Linked DNA regions of Mus musculus: region 1 is linked to region 2. Evidence: chromatin contacts called from public HiChIP or PLAC-seq data. All regions are on one chromosome and are shown on one strand. Each heading gives the region's core, a stretch centred on a gene start, on an enhancer-like site or on the middle of the called end of the contact. The rest is flanking DNA. Distances are from core to core; before and after follow the strand shown.

Region 1 (4,700 bases), core at 1,182-3,681, 290 kb before region 2:
AAAATCCGTAGCTCCTGGAACCAGCACCGCCTCACCCACAGCCAGCTTCATAAACCGGCGAACATAAATATAAATATAAGTTTTTGTCATGAGGTCATAAAATTAACTGTAACTACTAAGACTCGCGTGTACAAAGGCGCCAGAGTTTTATTACTCTGCCTTACCTAGAGTTCAGTTTCAAATAACAATTTTGACAAATTATCAACTGACATCATGTTTCTTGAATGGAGGCGGATGTGCATGATTAATTACCTGTAATATTATAGACATTAATGCGCACTTCAACATTTAATCACTGGAATATTTGTGGATATAATATCATGTAGGAGGCATAAAACAACGCAACCACTTACTTTCAAGACTGAAATATACGACTGGAGTTAAATGTCATCAATGAACTGATGTAAATCCAGGGGCAGTTATTAAAACAGTTTTTCTTAATTTTATTACACATCAGAAAATGTTTTAAAGAAAAAAAATTGGCTCACACTAACCCCACGTGAAACTTCTCTTTTTCCCTAATTCCCCTAAACTCATTCTTCCGGAGCTGACCAGGTTTCCACTTTTGGAAGCTACTGGCCTCAGCAATCATTCCTGTGTGAAAAAGTGTCTACCAAACAGGGAATAAAGAGAATTTTAAAAGGGGGGTGGCTAGGTGGGAGGGGAGACTATTTTAGTTTTGTTATGATTTTTATTTTTTTGCCAAGAGAAATAGAATCTTTCCCGTTTTACTTTATTATTATTATTATTATTATTATTAATTAATTAATTAACAAGCCTCATTGACCATGTAGTCTTTAAAGTGTAGTCGACACTGAGCATCGAACACTCCCATACTTGAGTTCAAGCAGATGAGCTACGTGTGATAATTTTGTTTCTAAAAGTTGAAGAAATGTTACCGAAATGACAGATGGTATTTTTAAAATTCAGGGTCCCGATTACCTGTCCATTCATTCGTTTTTTCCAAGTGTTTGCCACCCGGTACTTTAACAGTATCGAAAAGGTAGGTTTTATGTTTAGTTCATAAGAAAAAAAGGAAACACACTTCTCAAGAACAATTTTTATTTTACAACGCCAATCGAATATCCTTGGGGCCTTTTCCCTTTGGAAAGAATTTTAACACTTGCCTCATTGACAAACAATCCACGGAGTGGTTAGTCTGAAAGAAAGTTCTGTCTCTCTTTGGTTTTTACACTCTACTACTCAATTCAAGTCTTTGAAAATTGTCGGAGCAAGGAATCCATAGTAAAACAACCACGAATTTTAATAAAGAGAAACTTCTTATAAAGATTGCTCCCACACAGGACTAGCTGCAGTAGAGTACATTAAGATTGAAAGGAAATTAATTCGGAGGGTGTGTGGGTAATATGTATTTCATGGCACAACCCTGAACGATTTATTAAAGAAAACGAAAACATGAGTTTAGGAATATATAATTCCCTTAAGAGGATGCATTATAAAGATTTTTTTTTTTTTTTTTTTTGGTTCGGAAAAGCAATCCTTCCCTTTAGGATCGCGGAGCAAGTTGGGCGAGGCTGCCAGGACCCGCCCACAACCCCGCCCCCCGCACCCCTCCCACAGCGACGCGAGTTCTCCAGTTACGAAGGGAACTCCCGTTTTTATGCAAAATAGCACGCGCGACAATTATTAACCTAGCCAATGAGCAAGCAGCATCCCGCCCTAAAGAAGGTGGAGCCAGGGACCCCAAGCGACGCCGCGCCGTGCCCGCCTCGTGTTTCTTCAGAGGCGGGCGCTGGGCGGAGAAACAACCAGGCAACGTTATTTACATGCAGCCACACTATTGGCTGGAGCTGCTACGAGGGGGAGGAGTGGCGGGAGAGTGCTGGAGGCGGGGGGGGGGGGAGGGGCGTGGCGAGAAGGGAGGGGCGAGGAGGGGGGAAAAAGGAAAGGTCCAAAGTGAAGTTCAAGGATTGGTCTAGCAACGATGACGCAAGAAAGGCATAATTAGCAAATGAGAGCACTGAATTAATGCCCCTCCCTCTAGTTCCACCCAGTAATGAACAATCCAATGAATGATGAGCCTGTGCAGAAAATTCTTTGGATATTTAAATCACAAATCTCGAACTCTATTTAAATATTTATGAGGAGGAGGGGAGGTATAGAATGTCTTCAGGAAGCGTTTCTGATTGGCTGGTTTTCCCAAGGGTGTGTTAGTCGTCCGGAAAGTGCGAGCGGGAACCCCGATCAACTACATTATTGATTATTGTGTTTCTGGCTTTATTTTGCCTTCCTCCCACCTAGTCTTCCTCTGTAATTTGTTGCATGTGTAGTTCAAGTGGCCCAGCTTTGTCGTGATTGCGCTGTTGGTATATTTTCTTTTTCGTAACTCAAGCTCTATTTTCACCGATTTTTAAAACGCAAAGATCTGGGACAGATGGAAACAATTAGAAGCTCCGCTCTGTGGACGTGTATAATCTTATTAGTTTAATGGGTCACAGGGCGCGGGACCTATTTCCTATGGATCAAAGTGAAAACAAACACGGTTAATATCCCATTTTGTTTTAGAACCAAATCGGATCGGGTTCCCTCTGTCGGTCGTGGTAATGACAATATTTAGAGAACTTAGGTTGCCTTGAAGTTTAGGAGGAAATGGAGCCATTGAAATATTCTGTTTTTAAAACTCATTAATATTACCACCAGGTAGCCGGCTGCAAGTTTTCTGAGCATTCTTGAGTTTATCACAGTAGCATGGCTATTAAGGATTTGCGTGTTGCTTGTTTTGATCTATTGCCTTAATGAAGTGAAAAATCCTGCAAAGTTCCCTGCTAATTATACTGCCTTCTCAGGTTCCTCTATTTCGGCTCAGTGTGAACATTGGAGTGCTTGGTGTAATTTTCAACTACAGTTTCTCTTAATAATTTCCTTTTTTCTGTGGATGGTGAGAACAGACCTTTTGTTTATTTACTTATTTATTTTATTCTTAGAATTTACTTGATTATTTGAAGACGGGGTTTCCCTGTATAGTTCAGGCTAATCTCCAATTCTTGATCCTTCTGTTCCATGCACCCCAGAACTGGAATCTCACAGGCATGCACCACACCTGGCCAGACTTGCAGTGTTATCTCTATTATTAAAATTAGTGATTCAACAACGTGCACCCAAAATTTAGTATTCCATTTGCTAGCATTCAGACTCCTGAGCATCAGTGGGCCCCGGATCAGAATCAAACTGTAAGGAAACTGTTTTCACATTTTGAATCGTGTGTGGTTGTGTTATTCTGAGGCAAAAATATAATCTAAGCTGTAGGTACAGGGTGGGCCAGGTCTTCTCTTCTTAGAAAAGACCTTCTCTTTAAGGCCTTCTCCCCTGCAGTAACTTCTCACCCTAATAAATTAAATGTGGCCACCGTGTGGTCCATTAGCTTGAAGTGTGAGGTGATGGCTCCTGTCAGAGGTGGCTGGCCCACTACAAACCCTTAAATATTCCTACAGATAATAAATATCTGCTCAAGGAACGGATGTAAATAATAGGTTCCTATTCCTTTAAAAGAAAAGAAAAAAAAAAAAAAACCAAACCTTTGTACCACAGCAATGAATAAAGGCACCTCAGAGCTGAGTCCCCTCAAAATGGAGAACCAGATCTTGAGAATTCTTGATCCAAGTGCAGGCCTCTGGCTCAGCAGGAACCTGAGCCAAAGTGTGAAACTCGCCCAGGTCTTCAGGAATGTAAACACATTTACATTTTTGTTTTGACGTTTACATTTACTTTAAATGTAAAAAGAAAAAGTCACATTTTTTTTTTTTTGGTTTGGATAGACCAGGATCCTCCCAAAAGAGCACTGGTTGTTAGTGAATCATTTTAATTCCAAAGAATATTTACCAGCAATTGGCCATGCAGGGCTGGGATTGAACAAACAAACCAAGAAACCAAGAAACCCGATGGTTTTCTGCAAGCCTGCACGCCGGGCTCAGGGGTTTCTGGGTCTTGGCTCTCCAGGCTTCTTAGCAGCCTTCACACCTGACCCAGGGACCGAGACAGCGTTGCATTGCTGCAGCTGCATCGCTGGAGTATATGCACCACAGGGCTGGTGGATCATTGCAGAAACCAAAACCAAAGCACAAGCAGAGAGATCTGACACCTGGGACAGATGTGACTGAAAATCTCTTCAAATTTGTCATTGTTTTTTTTTTTCTTTTTTCCTTTTTTCCTTTTGCTTTTGATCCTTATGTTTCAGTAGAACATGCAGTAGGTCTTCTCTTTACAGTCCCTTGTCCTCTGTCCCTTGTTGGTAGATCAAGAATATTCTATTTTGGAGACCAGATTAGTTTTCACTTGTGGGGGGAAGGGAGTGGAGAGGAACAATTTTTCAAGCCCCCACATACCAGGATTTAACGCTATTACTAGCTGCTGATGTAATATTGAAAACCGTTAACATTTTGTTTAGAGTTATTTTTTTTTCCCAAGGTGGAAACGTAGTCCTTTGGGTCTGAGCCTGTAGCATTATAGACAATCACATCACCTTCTCTTTTGAGGACAAAAGAATATCTACACGTGTGACAAAGTAATTATTTATCGGAGATAACAAACGCTTTGATCTCTCTTTTGTCTGTCTTTCTTTTTCTTATTTTTGGATGTACATCTCAGTATCTAATAATATCCAGGGACATTTGCATCCCCTGAATTTTCCAAGGCAAAGAAGGGACTTCACTAAGGTTCAGTAATGGATTCTCCCCTCCATT
Region 2 (4,280 bases), core at 901-3,400:
CACACACATACACAGACATACACACACAGATACACAAGCACCATAACACTAACACACACACATAGACACAGAGATACACAAGCACCATAACACACACACATAGACACACACACAGATACACAAGCACCAGAACACACACACTCATACACACATACTCACACACAGGTACACCAGCACCATAAGACACACACACACACATACAGATATACAAGCACACATGTACACAAACACACACAGATATAAAAGCACACACACACACACACACAGATATACAAGCACACACACACACACAGGGGTGGGGTCCAGCCACACAGGTTTAACTGTCCTCACAGTACTTAGCACAGTACTTCACAGTACTTAGCACAGTATAATCACCTAATAAGGACTCATACCCTATTTAGTGAACTGGAATAAGCTAAATTTTTTTCCAACCTAAAAGTGATCTAAAGAATCTCAGCCTTTACAGGGTAACCCCAGAAAACTGTCCACAGAGCAGTTTCAGCTCTAGCATACTCAGTCCCTGCTCTCCAATTAGAGAACTAAGAAGGACAAGGTCACCTTTTGTGCTTGCTTTGGGCAGAGCATAGTCTGGCCATAACATCTTGCTTTTCTTTCTTTCTTTTTTTTTTGGGGGGGGGTGTCACTTCTCTGGTCTCCAGTGTGGAGTACAGCTCCCCCTTCTCATTAACATAGACAAACCACCTCTGTGCCTAGAATTTCTGACTGCTCGGGAGAAAGAGGCAAAAAGATGGTTTCAAAGACTTGGGAGGGAATGGGACCTTTGGGTGCCAGGCCCGGATCTGAAGCTAATCTGAGCACACAACGTCTGATGGATTTCCAACATTTTCATATTTCAGCAGGATCTGCAATGTTGCTGTTAATGTAACTTGGTGGGAGGTTTTGTTTTTTTGTTTTTTGTTTTTTCATTTTTACAAATTTTCTTTGTTTAAAATCTGATCCTCTAGCTCATTTTGCTTCCACTCAGGGACCCCCTTCCCCCTTTCTCCAAAGTGGAAGGCAACAGAGGCCCTGCTCAGTCTGTCCACGGTGGGTCCCAAGAAAATTTGCCTTCTGATTTGCCCCCTCTCCTGGAGCAGCTTTGCTGTAGGACACTGGGTCTGCTGAAGCCATTTCCTGGCTGCCTGACTGTGCCCACATCAGAACAATCAGGTCCGCGTTCATTTCAGAGGTTGAGACCCGGCCCAAGTAGGTCCTGAATCAGCCCAGCCGCTCCGTCCTGGCAGATGTTTTTAAAGTCTTTAAGTTTCACCCTTCACAGAGATAAACTCGGCGTCCATGTGGCCCACAAGGGTAGTTTCCAGCCCTTGGAAAACCATTCTCGATTTGATGGTTGATGTGGCAGAAAACCCACTAATTTTAATATGCAGATTATCAGCGAGCAATTCCTTTTATATTTATGCCTCCTTTTATGGGCCTGATTGAAATAAAACGGTAGCTGGAGTTGCATTAGAGTTCTCTGAATGGGGTCTCCACAGAACTGGGAAGAAAATAAGCTAAGTACTGTCTGAGACAAGCCTCTGAGCCTAACTGCTCCTTCACCCTTCCACAGATACATTTTTGGATGGTTTTGTTGTTGTTGTTTTCGTTTTTGATTCTCTTCCAATTTGCATGTTTACCAAAATCCCAAGGAAAGAAAAATAAAACAATTAAAAATTTTTTGTCTATAATCCATTTAAGTCAAAAATAGAGAAGAGAGAGAGAAATTTGTAGCTTTCAAACACCATTAGTTTGCTAATGATAGCTTTCATCCGACGACAGCCAGCACACAGATAAGATGCTGCAAACATCTCTGGTGAAGGAAGAGGTCCATTTATAGGCCCCACTCTGTCTCTGCAGCTTGCACATGTTTTCAAACATAATTTCATGCCTGCTTTCTGACAGCTCATTAAACAAAGGCCTCTTGGTGGCTATATTGCCCGTCTCCCTGCTGAGACTGCAGCATATTTACGGCTTTCGCAGATTGCCGGCTGCTGGCGCCTTCTCTTGCCCGTGGCCTGCCTGCCAACTGCTTATCAGTCTTCCCCCAAAGGTGACATCGTCGTTGTTTGTTTAGGTAGCGATGGTCCGGGTTTGACCCTTGGAGGCCAGCAGCCGCCTGATTAGGAGGGCGCCTGCACTGGTTAGATAAAGGCAATCACACTCGAGACAGCCCGGGATGCTGTGCCTCGCCAGGCTGCAGGCTCCCATTCAGCAGCACGCAGACAGTTCGTTAGCTCGACAGCTGGCAGCGGGCAGACCTTGTGGGATTTCTGCCTCAGAGAAAGCAAACAAGGCTTCAGAGTGCTGGGAGCTATCAGGGGCTGTGTATGGGACGATCAGAGCGGCCTGATGCGCCTAATCACCTGCCCCCTGACTACCATTAAGCCCACATCACACATCTAAACCCATAACGGGCCCTCTGGATGCAAGGCCTTATACCGACTTCTGATCCCTTCCTCCTTCTCTTGCCAGTAGCATTTTTCCTGAGGTCCTGGGAGGACAGATGAAGACATCTTGGCTACAGCAAGAGGCTGCAGGCTGCAGCCATCTGCCATTTCAGGAGCTGACAAAACTGGTAACAGGTTTCTGCCTCTGCAGTCTCCTGGGGAACTGTCTGTTTCCCACTACATAGAACTGAGTGAGAAAAGTGGTGGTGGGGTAATGACAGGAGAGCAGTGGGGGGAATGGGGCTAGGCGATCCAGTCCTTAGCTGCTAGAAGTGAATAGTGAGGCTCCAGAGACAGGATTTTTGTTAAGGTTTGGGGTGCCCTTGATCTCCCTGGAAGTGCCTCTGGGATGGGGTTAGTACCACAGTGGGGCATAGATTGGGGTGTGCCTGGGTTTGCCTTTGGGAAAGACAAGGGCAATGGCATGGTATTTCTAGCACCTTCGGTGAATAAGGCAGTATATTCAACACCCCTGTATAAAATATCTCACTTAATGGACACCACTCAGAGGCAGGCACCACACATATGATGATAGCAGTGAAGGCTGAGAGGTAGGATTTGGCTGAGTTTCATATGGTCACCAACTGAGTTCAGGTCTGGCATTTTCCAAAGCGCCCCCCCACCCTCCCCACTCCCATCTCCCCACACACACACACAAACTCAGAGACTCCACGATTCTGCAAAATGCACCATTGCACTCAAAGATCAGAATGCATGGCTACATCTCTGGGCATTGCCAGGCCAGTGTGTGTGACCATCAAATGGAAAAGTGGTCAGTCAGTGCTGCTGCGTTCCAGATAGTCTACATGAAGGACCCTCAAGCAAGGGATTGGCAATCCTCAATACCCTCTTCTCGCTTTTCAAAATCACCTTGGGAGATTCTATATAGGGGCACTAGAGGTCCTCATCTCAGACTTTTGGAAGGCATTACCTAATGTGGAATCTTCTGGGAGGAAATTAGTGTCCTCTATCTTTGTACTTCTGTGCTCAGTAGAGTGATCTAGAACATCGAAGGTGTCCAAGCCATGAAGGTTAAGCCAGGAATAAAATTTAAGTAAATATTTTGTTCCTAATATACCCTGAGTGCTGCTTGCTGGCTTACTCCCTGTGACTTACCCATCCTCCTCTGTTATACTACACAGGACACAGGCCTAGGGATGACACCACCCACAATGGGCTCTGCACTCCCTGATCAATCATGACTCAAGAAAATGTTTCCATAGGCTTACTGGCAGGCCAATCTTCTCATTAAAGATCCCCTCTTCCCCAATGACCCCTGTTTGTGTTAACAGAAAACTAACCAGCATACCTTCTTTTAAATGACTTGAGCCAGGCAGTGGTGGCGCATGCCTTTAATCCCAGTACTTGGGAGGCAGAGGCAGGGTGATTTCTGAGTTTAAGGACAGCCTGGTCTACAGAGTGAGTTCCAGGACAGGGATACACAGAGAAGCCCTGTCTCGAAAAACTCAAAAAAAAAAAAAAAAAAAAAGAGTTTTATATGACTTGAACTCCTGTTTCTAAGTAAAGGTTGTAGTCCTGTATGCAGTGCTGTTTCTGAAAAGCAATCTCTGTGGATGTCAGCATTTGTTTAAAATGCTACACATGGAACTCAGGACTTTGTAGCTATCAGGCAAGTGTCTTACCACTGAGGATTTCCACAGCCTGACTTATTCCTTCATGCATGTTGATGTGTTTATAAAAAAGATAAAGAGGAGGGGGTATGTTTTATGGCGGTGTGGTGAGGTATGGGGGAAGGGGGTGCCTCGGTGGGCCCATGCTGAGGCATCCCTTCTCCCTGAGGGACCAGCCACACAACTGTAGGGCATGAAGAAG

Evidence for each region. HiChIP or PLAC-seq counts read pairs in DNA pulled down with a chosen protein or histone mark.
Region 1: a contact with region 2 is called in an H3K4me3 HiChIP or PLAC-seq map of neural tube, with 2.8 times the contacts expected there. The contact joins two enhancer-like sites. A contact is called at or near these places in 5 of 484 Hi-C or Micro-C datasets (the G1E-ER4 cell line, cerebellar granule neurons, cerebellum and 1 more), 12 of 115 datasets of contacts at active chromatin or transcription factors (bone marrow-derived macrophages, cardiomyocytes, craniofacial prominence and 6 more) and 1 of 9 other capture datasets (embryonic tail).

What each region holds. Positions count from the first base shown.
Region 1 is chr6:51,175,677-51,180,376 of GRCm38.p6, reverse strand. No RefSeq gene overlaps it. Among named protein-coding and RNA genes, the nearest start is that of Gm32328, 12 kb to the right of the region's middle. Within about 2 kb of position 2,431, at least 143 of the 459 cell types and tissues checked have an H3K27ac peak or open chromatin away from gene starts, as enhancers often do. A contact at or near this core is called in the G1E-ER4 cell line, craniofacial prominence, embryonic basal ganglia and 1 more, where this site is marked.
Region 2 is chr6:50,888,826-50,893,105 of GRCm38.p6, reverse strand. No RefSeq gene overlaps it. Among named protein-coding and RNA genes, the nearest start is that of Gm45922, 8.3 kb to the right of the region's middle. Within about 2 kb of position 2,150, at least 104 of the 459 cell types and tissues checked have an H3K27ac peak or open chromatin away from gene starts, as enhancers often do. A contact at or near this core is called in the G1E-ER4 cell line, craniofacial prominence, embryonic basal ganglia and 1 more, where this site is marked.